Regions from separate parts of the Sus scrofa genome. Here all the other regions are linked to region 2. A link is a contact called in public promoter capture Hi-C data. All regions are on one chromosome and are shown on one strand. Each heading gives the region's core, a stretch centred on a gene start, on an enhancer-like site or on the middle of the called end of the contact. The rest is flanking DNA. Distances are from core to core; before and after follow the strand shown. Region 1 holds the start of NICN1 (nicolin-1). Region 2 holds the start of C13H3orf62. Region 3 holds the start of DAG1 (dystroglycan). Region 4 holds the start of IMPDH2 (inosine-5'-monophosphate dehydrogenase 2).

Region 1 (2,741 bases), core at 137-2,636, 160 kb before region 2:
GATTCCTAGTCGGATTTGTTTCTGCTGTGCCACGACAGGAACTCCTATCGTTCACTGGTTTTACATATATTCATAGTGCTGTGTAATCAACACTTATTTCCAGAATTTTTTTATCCATCCTAAACTGAAACTCTGTACCTATTAAACGATAACCATTTCCCCTGCCCATAGCCCCTGGCAACCTCTATTCTACTTACTGTATGAATTTGACTAGTCTAGGTACCTAACATAAGTGGTATCATACAGTATTTGTACTTCTATGTCTGTTTTTTCACTGAGCATAATATTTTCAATGTTCATGCATGTTGATGCATACATCAGAATTGCATTCCTTTTTAAGGCTGAATAATTCCATCTTATATAATTACATTTTGTTTACTCATTCATCTGTTGATAGACACATGGCTTTGTTCATTTCTTTTTATTGTTGAGTAGTGTTCCATTGTGTGGACATACCACAATTAGCTAATCTGTTGGACATTTGGATTATTTCCAACTTCTGGCTATTGTGAATAAAGCCCTTGGATGGACATGTGCTTTCATTTCTCTTGGGTAAACACTAATGAGTGCAAAGGCTGCATCATATTATAGGTATAAATTTAGTTCTTAAAGAATGGCTAAACTGGGAGTTCCCATCGTGGCTCAGTGGTTAACGAATCCGACTAGGAACCATGAGGTTGCTGGTTCGGTCCCTGGCCTTGCTCAGTGGGTTAAGGATTCGGTGTTGCCGCGAACTGTGGTGTAGGTCGCAGACGCGGCTGGGATCCCACGTTGCTGTGGCTCTGGTGTAGGTCGGTGGCCACAGCTCCGACTGGACCCCTAGCCTGGAAACCTCCATATGCCGCGGGAGCGGCCCAAGAAATGGCACAAAAACCAACAAACAAAAAAAGAATGGCTAAACCGCTTTTCGAAGTACCAGTTAATTATCAGTGGATTCCACATTCTTGTTCCACATTCTTGTCAGTCTTTAATTTTAGCCTGCTTACTGGCGTTTAGTGGGTGTGTGTGAGGTCTCTAATTTATGTTTCCCTCGTGAATAATCATGTTAAACATATTTTCACGGGCATACTGGCTATTTATCTATCTTCTGTAAATTATCCCTTCAAATCCTTTGCCTATTAAAAAAAAAGGGTTAATATCTATATTTGCAACTAAAGTCGCCTAGGACCTATACTCATTCATGCTCATGGCTTACGAGTTCTGAAAGACGTCCGCCTTGCATAGAAGTACTTGCGGTGGACAGAGGGCCCAGCCCGATATTGCATCCAGGCTAGCTAAGCCATTTCTGAGCAATGGCTGCGGCGCGTCTCCAAGGCTCTCTCGGTGATTGGCTGAAGGAGCACTTCCGCAGGCACTTCCGACTCCCGGCCCGCCCCGAGCATCGGTCATTGGCTGGGCTGGCCCAGCACGATTCCTCTCGGGAGTTGTAGTTCTTGGGGCTCGGCTGGGACGCAGGGAAGGACCATTGGTCCAAAGCCAGGAGCGGCAGTTGTGTTTGGTCCTGGTCGTTGGCACCATGTCCCGCGTGTCCGTGCCCTGCCATGTGAAAGGCACTGTGGCCCTGCAGGTGGGGGACGTGCGGACCTCCCAAGGCCGGCCTGGCGTGCTGGTCATCGATGTCACCTTCCCCAGCGTCGCGCCCTTCGAGGTGAGCAAGCCCTGTGGGCGCGACCCGGGCTCCTGGGCGGGGCCTATCTGGGGAACTCGGGCGTGTCCCAGGCATCTAATCTTTTACTGAAAGCCTCTCCAGAGCCCTCGCCCTAAAGAATCAGTTAACTATTTGTTTATCTCTTCAGTTAACAAGTATTTACTGTAACACAGCTTCCTCTTCTGTTCTCTTCAACATCTCTTCCCAGTGTCCAGAACAGCCCTGGCACAGAAGTGGCAACGTAGTAGGCTAAGGGAGTTCTCTTGAGGTGCAGCGGGTTAAGGATCTGGCGGTTGTCGCTGCTGACTCTATTTGCTCCCTGGCCCAGAAACTTAGGCATACCTAGGGAGTATGCAAAAACAAACAAACAACAAACCCACAAAAATGCCTCCTGCCCAGACCTACAGTCCCTGCTGGAGGTCAGGATCAACTCATCCCTCATTGGGATTTTCCCAGTGGCTCCAGTTACCAGTCTCCAGTTGCTCTTCTACTTTTGCTGGCAGAGTGACTGGACAATGCAGAAATCAAGAGGACAAAGCCCACTTTCTAATGGCCTAACATTCAGGGCCACTCTGTGTCTGTGCCCTATTTGCTTCTCCACATGTGCACTTTGACTTATAGTATATGGTTCTTCCCCAAGCTGTTCCTTACTCTAAGCTGAGAGATTTTATTAAAGGGCCCAACTCTGGAAATCCTGATTCATTTGGTCTGGAGTGGAGCCTGTATAGCTATATATTTTTTTAATTTTCAAAAAAAATTTTTTCCTTGGTTAATTCTGATGAGTATCCAGTGATGAGAACTGCTGTAGCTAGGCCGAACCACTGTCCCAGGTGCCAGGATCTGTCACCACTTGGTGCTTCTTTGTATATGCTATGTTTACATTTTCTCCTTTTCCTGGTCCATTTGATGAACTCATCTGTACATTTTCTACCTCCTCTAGAGTTAGGGCTTTGACCTCTGGCAGCATTTTGGACATGTGGCAAGATCTGAGGTCATGGTTTGTTTGCATGATGTGCTCATTTGGACTATGAGTTCTAGGAAAGCAAAATTTTTTAAGGCCCCAGTGGATTCTTGTTGAAATTGTTAGATTGGT
Region 2 (2,948 bases), core at 431-2,930:
TTCTCTTGGTGACTGGCTAGAGTGTTCTCTTTGTTGCTTTCGCAGATACTGCATACGCGAAGAACAAACTGAATGGGAAATGGTATTACTTTGATGATAGCAATGTGTCCCTGGCCTCTGAGGATCAGATAGTGGTGAGTAGGCTCTGATAATCTGGTTCCTACTCTTACCTTTAGAGATTAGATGGGGGAAGAGTCTCCTGGACTATTTGGTTATTTAGTCATCCTGATGGAATAGGAGGAGCTAAGTGTGGTAGAGAAAGAGTTGGCTGCCATTCTCTTCCAGGACCCTTCCTAAATGAGATGCTCCACTCTCCTCCCCTATCTGTCAAAGGACCCTCTGTGACCAGGGTCGGCATGAGCACTCGGTCACTTCAGTGTGTGGCTGAACAGGGAAAGATCCTTGAGAGAGGTGTGTTTTGAACAGAGAAAAGGTGGGGGGAAATGGGTGATTTTTCCAACCAGTGAATGGACATTTCCCCTCTTGTGTTTTAGACAAAAGCAGCTTACGTGCTATTTTACCAGCGTCGAGATGATGAGTTTTATAAGGCACCTTCACTCAGTTTTCCTGGATCGTCTGATGGAGGAACGAGACCAGGAAGCTCACAGCAAGGCATGGGGGATGATGAGACTTGCAGCATGGACACCAACTGATGTTGCTTCATGACCCTGCACCACAGCACCAGTGTAATCCCCCAGGAGAACACCTTTGACACTGAAGACTGCTAGTGTTTCCTCTAAAAACCAGATGAGGAAATTTCCTTCTCTTATGAACAGAAGGAAAAAAAAGACCGTTTTTGCTCAGAAGGGTTATACCAAGAGGCTGAATTATTTTTCTTTCTATATAGGTGGCGAGAAATTTCTGTAAGCCTTTGGAGCTGCAGAGTGGGGGTTGGGGGTGTAGCACAATGGAGTATATCTGATGGATTCCAAAGAACAGAGAGGAACACACTGTAATTGAGTTTGGTGCAGCCATGAAGACCTGCCACGAGCTGCCCTGAGTTCTTGGATTTCTAATTCTGGTGCTGATTACTGGTCCCCCCAGTAGTCTGCCTGCAGTAAACTAAGCCTCGAGTAAACTTGATGTCATCCCCTTCTCCCTTACTGTGCACTGAGATGGGTTTATCATTCTCTAAAAATTAGCCACTGAGATGCATTTTTGTATCCCTTTGAGTCATGGAATTTCCAGCTTTCTTCTCCCTAATGAAATGAAGATATTTGGTATTAGGGTTTCCTGCCCCTTAATCGCCTATGGAACCTTGTACTTGTGTCATGTCTCCCAGCATCCTTGATGAATTGAGGCAGTGTGATACCCTGTGACATTTTTATTAGATATCACTTAGAAGTCAGTATGTGAAACTGCTGGGTACTGTGTCCCATACAGTACCTTTGGTGGGTTGAGAAGAGAAACTTTTCCCGGCGTTGACTTCGGTTAGAACCAGCCAGTTCTCTCCACCCCTGCCCCACCACGCTCCCATGACCCATTTCATCGCGGTGAGGAACCCGTTGTTCACTCGTCACTGGGGCCCTTCCCCTTCAGTCTGCGTGAGTTCTAAGAACAAGGTCATCCGGGTCTTTTTTTGTTTCTTTGTTTGACCTTTCACCTGAGCCGTGGGGGTTGGGCCTTCCGTCATCGATCTGGTCACGCGGGCGACCGTTGGCAGGGGAGGTGGTGCAGTCTCACTCGCTCGCTGCTTGGTGAGGACGCGGCTGCGGGTCTGCGCCTGAGGGCCGGCCGGGGTGCGGTGTGGAGGTGGGCCAGGGCCTGAGAGGGAAGGCTTTGCGGGCTGAGCCGAGGGCCAGGGCTCTAGTCCGATCGATCGCAGGTTACTCCCCGAGAACTGCGGGCCTCACCCGCCCCTACGGGTAGGGTGGGAGGGCAGCGCCGGGAGTGTTCCCCTGCTCTCTGGCCTGTGTCGTGCGTCAAACTCAAGGAAATCAGAAACTGTGGCGAACACCACATTCGGGGGTGGTTTACCTCCTCATATGTAACAGTATTCTCACATTGCTCTGTGCATTTCCAGTGAATTACACAATAAAGACGGGTCGCTTTTAAGGGAGATGTCTGAAAAACTGAGAAGATGCAGAAAGGAGCTGACTGCGGCCATTGACCGGGCCTTTGAAGGGGTCAGTCATTCCCAGGAGTGCTCAGGCCCGCTGAGGCTGGAGCTGGACGCGGTGCGACTTCCCTTCCCCCTCCCCGTGCACCGGCTCCTCTGCAGGAGGAAACCGCTGGCAGCCTGCTCCTCTGTGGCTCCTTTCTCTCCTGTCCCTTGTGACCCTGAGAATGAGAGCCCTGTCTTTGCACCAAACCCTGCTCCTGTGACTGCAAAGCCGCAGGCTCTATGTCCCCAAAGAAAACCTCTGACCAGCAAGGAAAACATACTGATGCATTCCTCCATTTTGGCACCTGAAAGACAGCTTTGGAGAGCAGTAGGAGATGGGGAGAACTGGAGAAAAGACTGTTTAAGGTGATTCCGATCTGATAGTTTAATAGCTTCAACTAAGGGAATCTTGTATCTGAAAAAAATTGTTGAAGATTCTAAATTGAGGCCGTAACACTGCTTTTGCCTCTCCTTGGAAGCTCTATGACTTCTGAGGAGAAGTTTGCAGGCAGTCTTCAGGAAATGTGTGTGTGTTTGTTTTTAAAGGGTGAGGGATCCTAGATGTCTAGCAAATCTTGGAAACCACTCTGCAGTACCAAAACGGGGAGTGAATGTTAAAGAACCTGGTTTTATTTACTTTTGGTTTTTTTTGCCATTTCTTGGGCCCCTCCCTGCGGCACATGGAGTTTCCCAGGCTAGGGGTCTAATCGGAGCTGTAGCTGCCGGCCTTCGCCAGAGCCACAGCAATGCCAGATCTGAGCCACGTCTGCGACCTACACCACAGCTCACGGCAACGCCGGATCCTTAACCCACTGAGCAAGGCCAGGGATCGAACCCGCAACCG
Region 3 (2,971 bases), core at 271-2,770, 180 kb before region 2:
GCCGCGCCGCCGCCGCCGAGCCCAAGGAGCGCGAGCGCCGCACCGCAGCCTCAGCGCGAGCACGTACCGAGCGGTGAGAGGGCGCCGAGCGCGAGGGCGGGGCGCGCGGCCGGAGCCTAGCAACCCCCTGACACGCGAGTGCTGCAGCCAATCCCGCGGCCAGCTCCGTGCGGCGCCGACCGACAGTCCCCGCGACGCCCGCTTCTGCCTGCGTCGGCCGCCCCGCAGAGCGCCGCACCCGCGCAAAGGCTCCGCCCCCGCCCGCGCCAGCGTCGCTCTGCCTATTGGCCCGCCACGCCCCCACCCGAAAAGACACGCCCCATCCTGGAAATCCCGCCCCGCGGCGAGCCAAGTCCGCCCCTAGAACACGCCCCAAGCTGTCCGCGTCTCGGGGAGCTCTCAGACCTGGGAGCGGGGGAGGGGCGCCGCGCCCAACCTCAGGCATTTGAGCCGCTGAGAATCATCCAACCTACCCGGGTGGTCAGGCTTAATGACTGGCCCTGCCGCAACTAGCCATCCATAGACTGCCTTTGGCCCTGCTGATTTCTCTCTAACGCAGATCAGGTACTTCTAAGCCAAGAAAACACTCAGGAAGCGTCCTCTAAATTGCAAACGATGATGGCCCGGTTGCCCGCCTCCTATACTAATGAGGAAACTGAGGCGAGGACCGGAAGGGCAGGGAGCCGCGCCCCTCTCCGGGTGCCCCCAGCAGGCGGGGGCGTCCAGGAAGTGGCTCGGGCCTGACCCTCGTCCCCTCCTCCTGCCCTCAACACCCGGAATCCGATGCTCCTCAGGCGCCAGAAATAGCTCTGACCCGCTGGCTCTGGTCACTCACTCAAGGCCCGCATTCTTTCAGGGGGTGGGGGGAAGAAAGGCGGGTAGTTACTGCTGAGGTCTGTCTCCCTTAAAGGGGAGGCTCCTACAGACGCTCTCACTGTCCCTAGGGCTTACCTAGCCACCCCCCCACACCTCAAAGGCCTCAGATGCTTCAGTTACTAGACCTGAACAATTACTCAACGGGTCGGGGTATGGGACCTGTGGTGGACTCTGTTCCCTGTGCAGAATGTGTCCATCCCTTCCTGGGCCTGTGGCCAGGCTGGAATTCCAGGCCCGCACTCTTGTCAGCTATTACATTCTGAACACAGAATTGGCTACTGCCTGCCAGAGGTTGCTCATGGGATCCTGGTGGAACTGGGTTTCCCCTGCTTTCTTCCTCTCCTTAGGAAAGACTGGGAGAAGCAGACTCCAGAGAGAGAAAAAATGAATGCCCCGGAAGTTCCCCTTTAGGCTCAGCAGAAACGAATCCAACTAGTGAATCCAACTAGTATCCGTGAGGATGCAGGTTCTATCAGTGAGTGTGCTATCCTGCTTTACTGTGAGCCATGTTATAGTCACGGACAAGGCTCAGATCCGGTATTGCTGTGGCTGTGGCGTAGACTGACAGCTGTAGCTCTGATTTGACCCCTAGCCTAGGAACTTCCATATGCCACCAGTGCGGCCCTAAAAAGCAAAAAAAAAAAAAAAAGAATGACCCATCTCCCAAATGCACATACCTGTTTGCGATTCTTTTACTTTTCTTATTAGGGCCACAACTGCAGCATATGGAAGGGTTTGAATCAGAGCTGCAGCTGCCAGACTACCCCACAGCCACAGCAACACCTGATCCAGTCTCATCTGCAACCTCCACAGCAGCTTGTGGCAACACCAGATCCTTAACCCACTGAATGAGGCCAGGGATCAAACCTGCATCCTCATAGATTCTAGTCAGGTTCATAACCCTTGAGCCACAATGGGAACTCCCTGTGATATTTTTTTTTAGGCCTCACCCTAGCATATGGAAGTTCCCAAGCTAGGGGTGGAATCAGAGCTGCAGCTACTGGCCTACACCATACCCACAGCAATGTGGGATCCAAGCCTCATCTGTGGCCTATACCATGGCTCATGGCAACACTGGATCCCCAACCCACTGAGCAAGACCAGGGATCGAACCTGCATCTTCATGGATACTAGTCAGATTCATTTCCACTGCACCATGATAGGAACTCCTTCCCTTTGATTCTTTAAACTTAAATTCATGGGCTCCAAACTTCATACAGACCAGAAAAAGAAGTAAAGACTAAGGAAAATCCACAAAAAAAAAAAAAAAAAAAAAAAGGGGAGTTCCCGTCGTGGCGCAGTGGTTAACGAATCCGACTAGGAACCATGAGGTTGCGGGTTCGATCCCTGGCCTTGCTCAGTGGGCTAACGATCCAGTGTTGCCATGAGCTGTGGTGTAGGTCGAAGACACGGCTCGGATCCCGCGTTGCTGTGGCTCTGGCGTAGGCTGGCGGCTACAGCTCCAATTCGACCCCTAGCCTGGGAACCTCCATATGTCGTGGGAGCGGCCCAAGAAATGGCAAAAAGACAAAAAAAAAAAAAAAAAAGACTAAGGAAAATCCCCAAATCATTCTTTAGATATTAAAACTTTAAAAAATCCAGCTCTGGGAGTTCCCGTCGTGGTGCAGTGGTTAACGAATCCGACTAGGAACCATGAGGTTGCGGGTTCGGTCCCTGCCCTTGCTCAGTGGGTTAACGATCCGGCGTTGCCGTGAGCTGTGGTGTAGGTTGCAGACGCGGCTCGGATCCCGCGTTGCTGTGGCTCTGGCGTAGGCCGGTGGCTACAGCTCCGATTCAACCCCTAGCCTGGGAATCTCCATATGCCGAGGGAGCAGCCCAAGAAATAGCAACAACAACAACAACAACAAAAAGACAAAAGACAAAAAAAAAAAAAAAAAAAAAATCCAGCTCTGAAATTTAGCTTCTTTGAAAAGGCTAAAAATGCAGAAAATTATGAGTTTCTAAACAAAATACATTCTTTCATTCACTCCTTCAACTTACAGCGTGTCCTCCCCTCCCCCAAACATACACCAGACACTGCTTTGCAGCCCTAAATTCTGCTGGGGATTTTAGTGTCTGACTGTACAATTATATG
Region 4 (2,942 bases), core at 337-2,836, 190 kb after region 2:
TAAGAGAAGTACAGCCCAATATTGAGGGGCTTTGAGTCCAGATACAGGCCCCCAGCATCACAGTGAAGCTGAGAAGTCAGAGTCCCTCTGGGGAAATTGAGAAATTATCAATGGATGAGGTAGAGGAAACAGCATAAGCTGTTTTCTTGAAGACAGACCTTCTGAGTGGTGAAGTTGGTTTCTAGTGAGATTGGATGGACTCAAGTAGATGAACCCTGGGAGTCCAAGTCAGAAGAATCACACCTGGCAGCATGTGAGGGAGGAGCAGAAGGTAGGCACCCTGTCAGTGGCATTTGCAGTAACTCCAAAGGGATGTCCTAGAGGTAGTGTGTGTTGGCTGCATGGAATTGAGGAACTGTGTGACTACCTTCCAGAACTTCCTATCTTTTGGAGAGCATTTGTCTAGGAGGTTCAAGGTGGGAGGGTTGAGATTATGGTGGTTTCACCCAGCTTTCACCCATATATCCTTCAGCCCTCAGAGTGTGAAAGGCCGGAATGACACCTTTTACCTGACGCCAGAGCCGGTGGTGGCTCCCAACAGCCCAATCTGGTACTCGGTCCAGCCTATCAGCAGAGAGCAGATGGGACAGATGCTGACTCGAATCCTGGTGATACGAGAAATTCAGGAGGCCATAGCAGTGGCTAATGCAAGCACCATGCACTGAGATCCCTCAGCCGTGGTTCAAGGGAGACGATCCAGGAAAAAACGGACAGACTTTCACACTAAAGAAGAGGCCTCCATTTTTTTCTTTTCTTTTTTATTGGTGTAGTTATGAAGCCTTTCAGACTGCTTCTGTTTAAAATGTAAAAGGAAACTTTGCCCCCGTGCATCTTCATAAACCTGCTGTGGCAGACTCCTCAGCCCATGGGGGCTCTGGGTTTCCTGAGAGCCAGATGTTCTAGAAAGTTGCTGGCTGACTTTTTTTGTTTGGGGCCTGAGGAAAGGGCTTGGACTGTTAAGAGAAATGTGGCCCCTTATCCTTCCTCCAGAAAGATGGAATTAATGATGGATGGACCCTACAGAGAGATCTCTCCAGCTGGCTTCCATTATGACTGGCAGACATTGCTGACCACAGGGGAGCGAGCCATGGCCTTTTCTTTCTTCATGCTCAGACATAAACCTAGCATCTTAATGGAAGGAAAATGAGGGGAACTTCAATTATGATTTATTAAAGACAATTTCTATTACACCCTTCTTTATGACAAATGACATTTTAGATGTTAAAGTAAAAACTTTACCTTTTTTTTTTTTTTGGTTTTTTTTTTTTGGTTTTTTTTTTTTGGCCTAACATTGAGGCCTTAAACCTGAGGCTCCTGTGCCTGATGGAATTCTTGTAACATACACTTGTGTATCATATAAAGATACCACTCTGTTTCTCTTATGTATTCTTAATCTAGTTGTTTATTAAGAATGACAAGCACGTCTTTTCAACATGCTAGTGAACAACGTCTCTTTATTTGGGAGGAAGCTGGGGGGACAGTGGCAGCAAAGCCTTGCTTGTTAATTTAAAGGGGCAAGGTCTTGCGGGAGCGGGTAGCGATAGGGGAACAGCTCTACCAGGCGACGCAGCTAGAGCATGCTCTGCGCTTGCGTTTCCTCCCGCCAGCTCCGCCCTAAAGGCGTGTGGGCTCCGCCTGTGCGTGCTGCGTCCTGACGTCAGCGGCGCGCAGGGCGCAGTGACGATTTCGGCTGGTTTATATTGGCGCGGCCCAGAAGGCAGAGGCCTCTGCGGCGCGGTCCTCGGAGACACGCGGCTTAGCCCCCGCGTTAACCATGGCCGATTACCTGATTAGTGGGGGCACGTCCTACGTACCGGACGACGGGCTCACGGCTCAGCAGCTGTTCAACTGCGGGGACGGCCTCACGTACAAGTGCGGGCTTAGCGGCCTCACCTGGGCGAGGAGAGGGGCGGCGCGCTGGGTTGGGAGGCCGGGTGGGGCTTCCTTTGAGCCTACTTGGACTCAGGCGTGGGAGACAGGTTCAGGAAATTACCACACATCTCTGAGGTTCCGTTTGAAGCGGGCGGGATGGAGGAGGCATCTTGGTAGTGCTTGGCATTTCAGGCTAGAAATTCCAATCTCCGGGCACATGGAGTTGTCAGGGTTCCAGGGGCGCCGATGACAGCTAGGTGGCAGAAAAGGTCCCTTGTCTCCATCTCTACCTTCTTTTCTGCCTTGCCTGTGATACTCGGTCTAGTTCATTGTCCTCTCTGCTCAAATGCCTTAAGAGATGATCTATTGGGGATGGTGTTTCAGGCTGCTGTAATCCTGACCCTTACTCCCATTTCCCCTCCCCTTTAGTGACTTTCTCATTCTCCCTGGGTATATCGACTTCACAGCAGACCAAGTGGTGAGTATGGACAGGAGTTGGATGGGTGTAAAGTTTAGGTAAGATGCTGCTGCTGTCCCCTTTGGCTACCTCACCAGTTTGGGTTTGGGGGTGGATTCTATGGAAGGGAAGAGTCTTACTGGCATGCAGGTCATAAAGGGCACTTGTTTTGTGGGGAACGTGGCACTGACCTGAAGTATATGAGGTGCTTTTGCATATTAGTTGGCCTTATTTCTTTAGGACCTCACCTCTGCTCTGACTAAAAAGATCACTCTGAAGACCCCACTGGTTTCCTCACCCATGGACACAGTCACAGAGGCTGGGATGGCCATAGCAATGGCGGTGAGCATTGTCACATATGAGGGCAGAAGCAGGGGTCCCATCTCTTGTCAAAGGCATACAGTGATGCCACTCTTCTTTGTCCCTGTTTCCCTATTTTCTTTTGGCATCTGCTACAGCTTACAGGTGGTATTGGCTTCATTCACCACAACTGTACACCAGAATTTCAGGCCAATGAAGTGCGAAAAGTGAAGGTCAGAAGGGCAAGGATCGTGGTCAAGAGCTCCTGGGAATTGCACTGAGGTGGAGTGGGGTGGGAGTGGGGGACTTATTC

The links. Promoter capture Hi-C pulls out the DNA fragments that hold promoters and counts their contacts.
Region 1: a contact with region 2 is called in a promoter capture Hi-C map of fetal liver, with 2.4 times the contacts expected there. The contact joins the promoter of NICN1 here to the promoter of C13H3orf62 in region 2. A contact is called at or near these places in 1 of 5 promoter capture datasets (fetal liver), 1 of 47 Hi-C or Micro-C datasets (retroperitoneal adipose tissue) and 2 of 2 datasets of contacts at active chromatin or transcription factors (alveolar macrophages and skeletal muscle).
Region 3: a contact with region 2 is called in a promoter capture Hi-C map of liver, with 3 times the contacts expected there. The contact joins the promoter of DAG1 here to the promoter of C13H3orf62 in region 2. A contact is called at or near these places in 2 of 5 promoter capture datasets (fetal liver and liver), 1 of 47 Hi-C or Micro-C datasets (retroperitoneal adipose tissue) and 2 of 2 datasets of contacts at active chromatin or transcription factors (alveolar macrophages and skeletal muscle).
Region 4: a contact with region 2 is called in a promoter capture Hi-C map of fetal liver, with 2.7 times the contacts expected there. The contact joins the promoter of IMPDH2 here to the promoter of C13H3orf62 in region 2. A contact is called at or near these places in 2 of 5 promoter capture datasets (fetal liver and liver), 1 of 47 Hi-C or Micro-C datasets (embryonic fibroblasts) and 2 of 2 datasets of contacts at active chromatin or transcription factors (alveolar macrophages and skeletal muscle).

What each region holds. Positions count from the first base shown.
Region 1 is chr13:32,005,911-32,008,651 of Sscrofa11.1, reverse strand. NICN1 (nicolin-1) reads left to right here and starts at 1,386. Exons shown (of 6, transcript XM_021068737.1): 1 at 1,386-1,648. The coding sequence starts at 1,517.
Region 2 is chr13:31,847,557-31,850,504 of Sscrofa11.1, reverse strand. It overlaps C13H3orf62, which reads left to right and starts at 1,680. Exons shown (of 4, transcript XM_013981667.2): 1 at 1,680-1,752; 2 at 2,024-2,470. The coding sequence starts at 2,061. USP4 (ubiquitin specific peptidase 4) reads left to right here. Exons shown (of 22, transcript NM_001243188.1): 21 at 46-134; 22 at 495-1,250. The coding sequence ends at 653.
Region 3 is chr13:32,026,568-32,029,538 of Sscrofa11.1, reverse strand. DAG1 (dystroglycan) reads right to left here and starts at 1,520. Exons shown (of 3, transcript XM_021068744.1): 1 at 474-1,520.
Region 4 is chr13:31,662,304-31,665,245 of Sscrofa11.1, reverse strand. IMPDH2 (inosine-5'-monophosphate dehydrogenase 2) reads left to right here and starts at 1,586. Exons shown (of 15, transcript XM_005669533.3): 1 at 1,586-1,872; 2 at 2,302-2,350; 3 at 2,570-2,671; 4 at 2,788-2,862. The coding sequence starts at 1,775. It overlaps QRICH1 (glutamine-rich protein 1), which reads left to right. Exons shown (of 10, transcript XR_002337951.1): 10 at 473-1,434.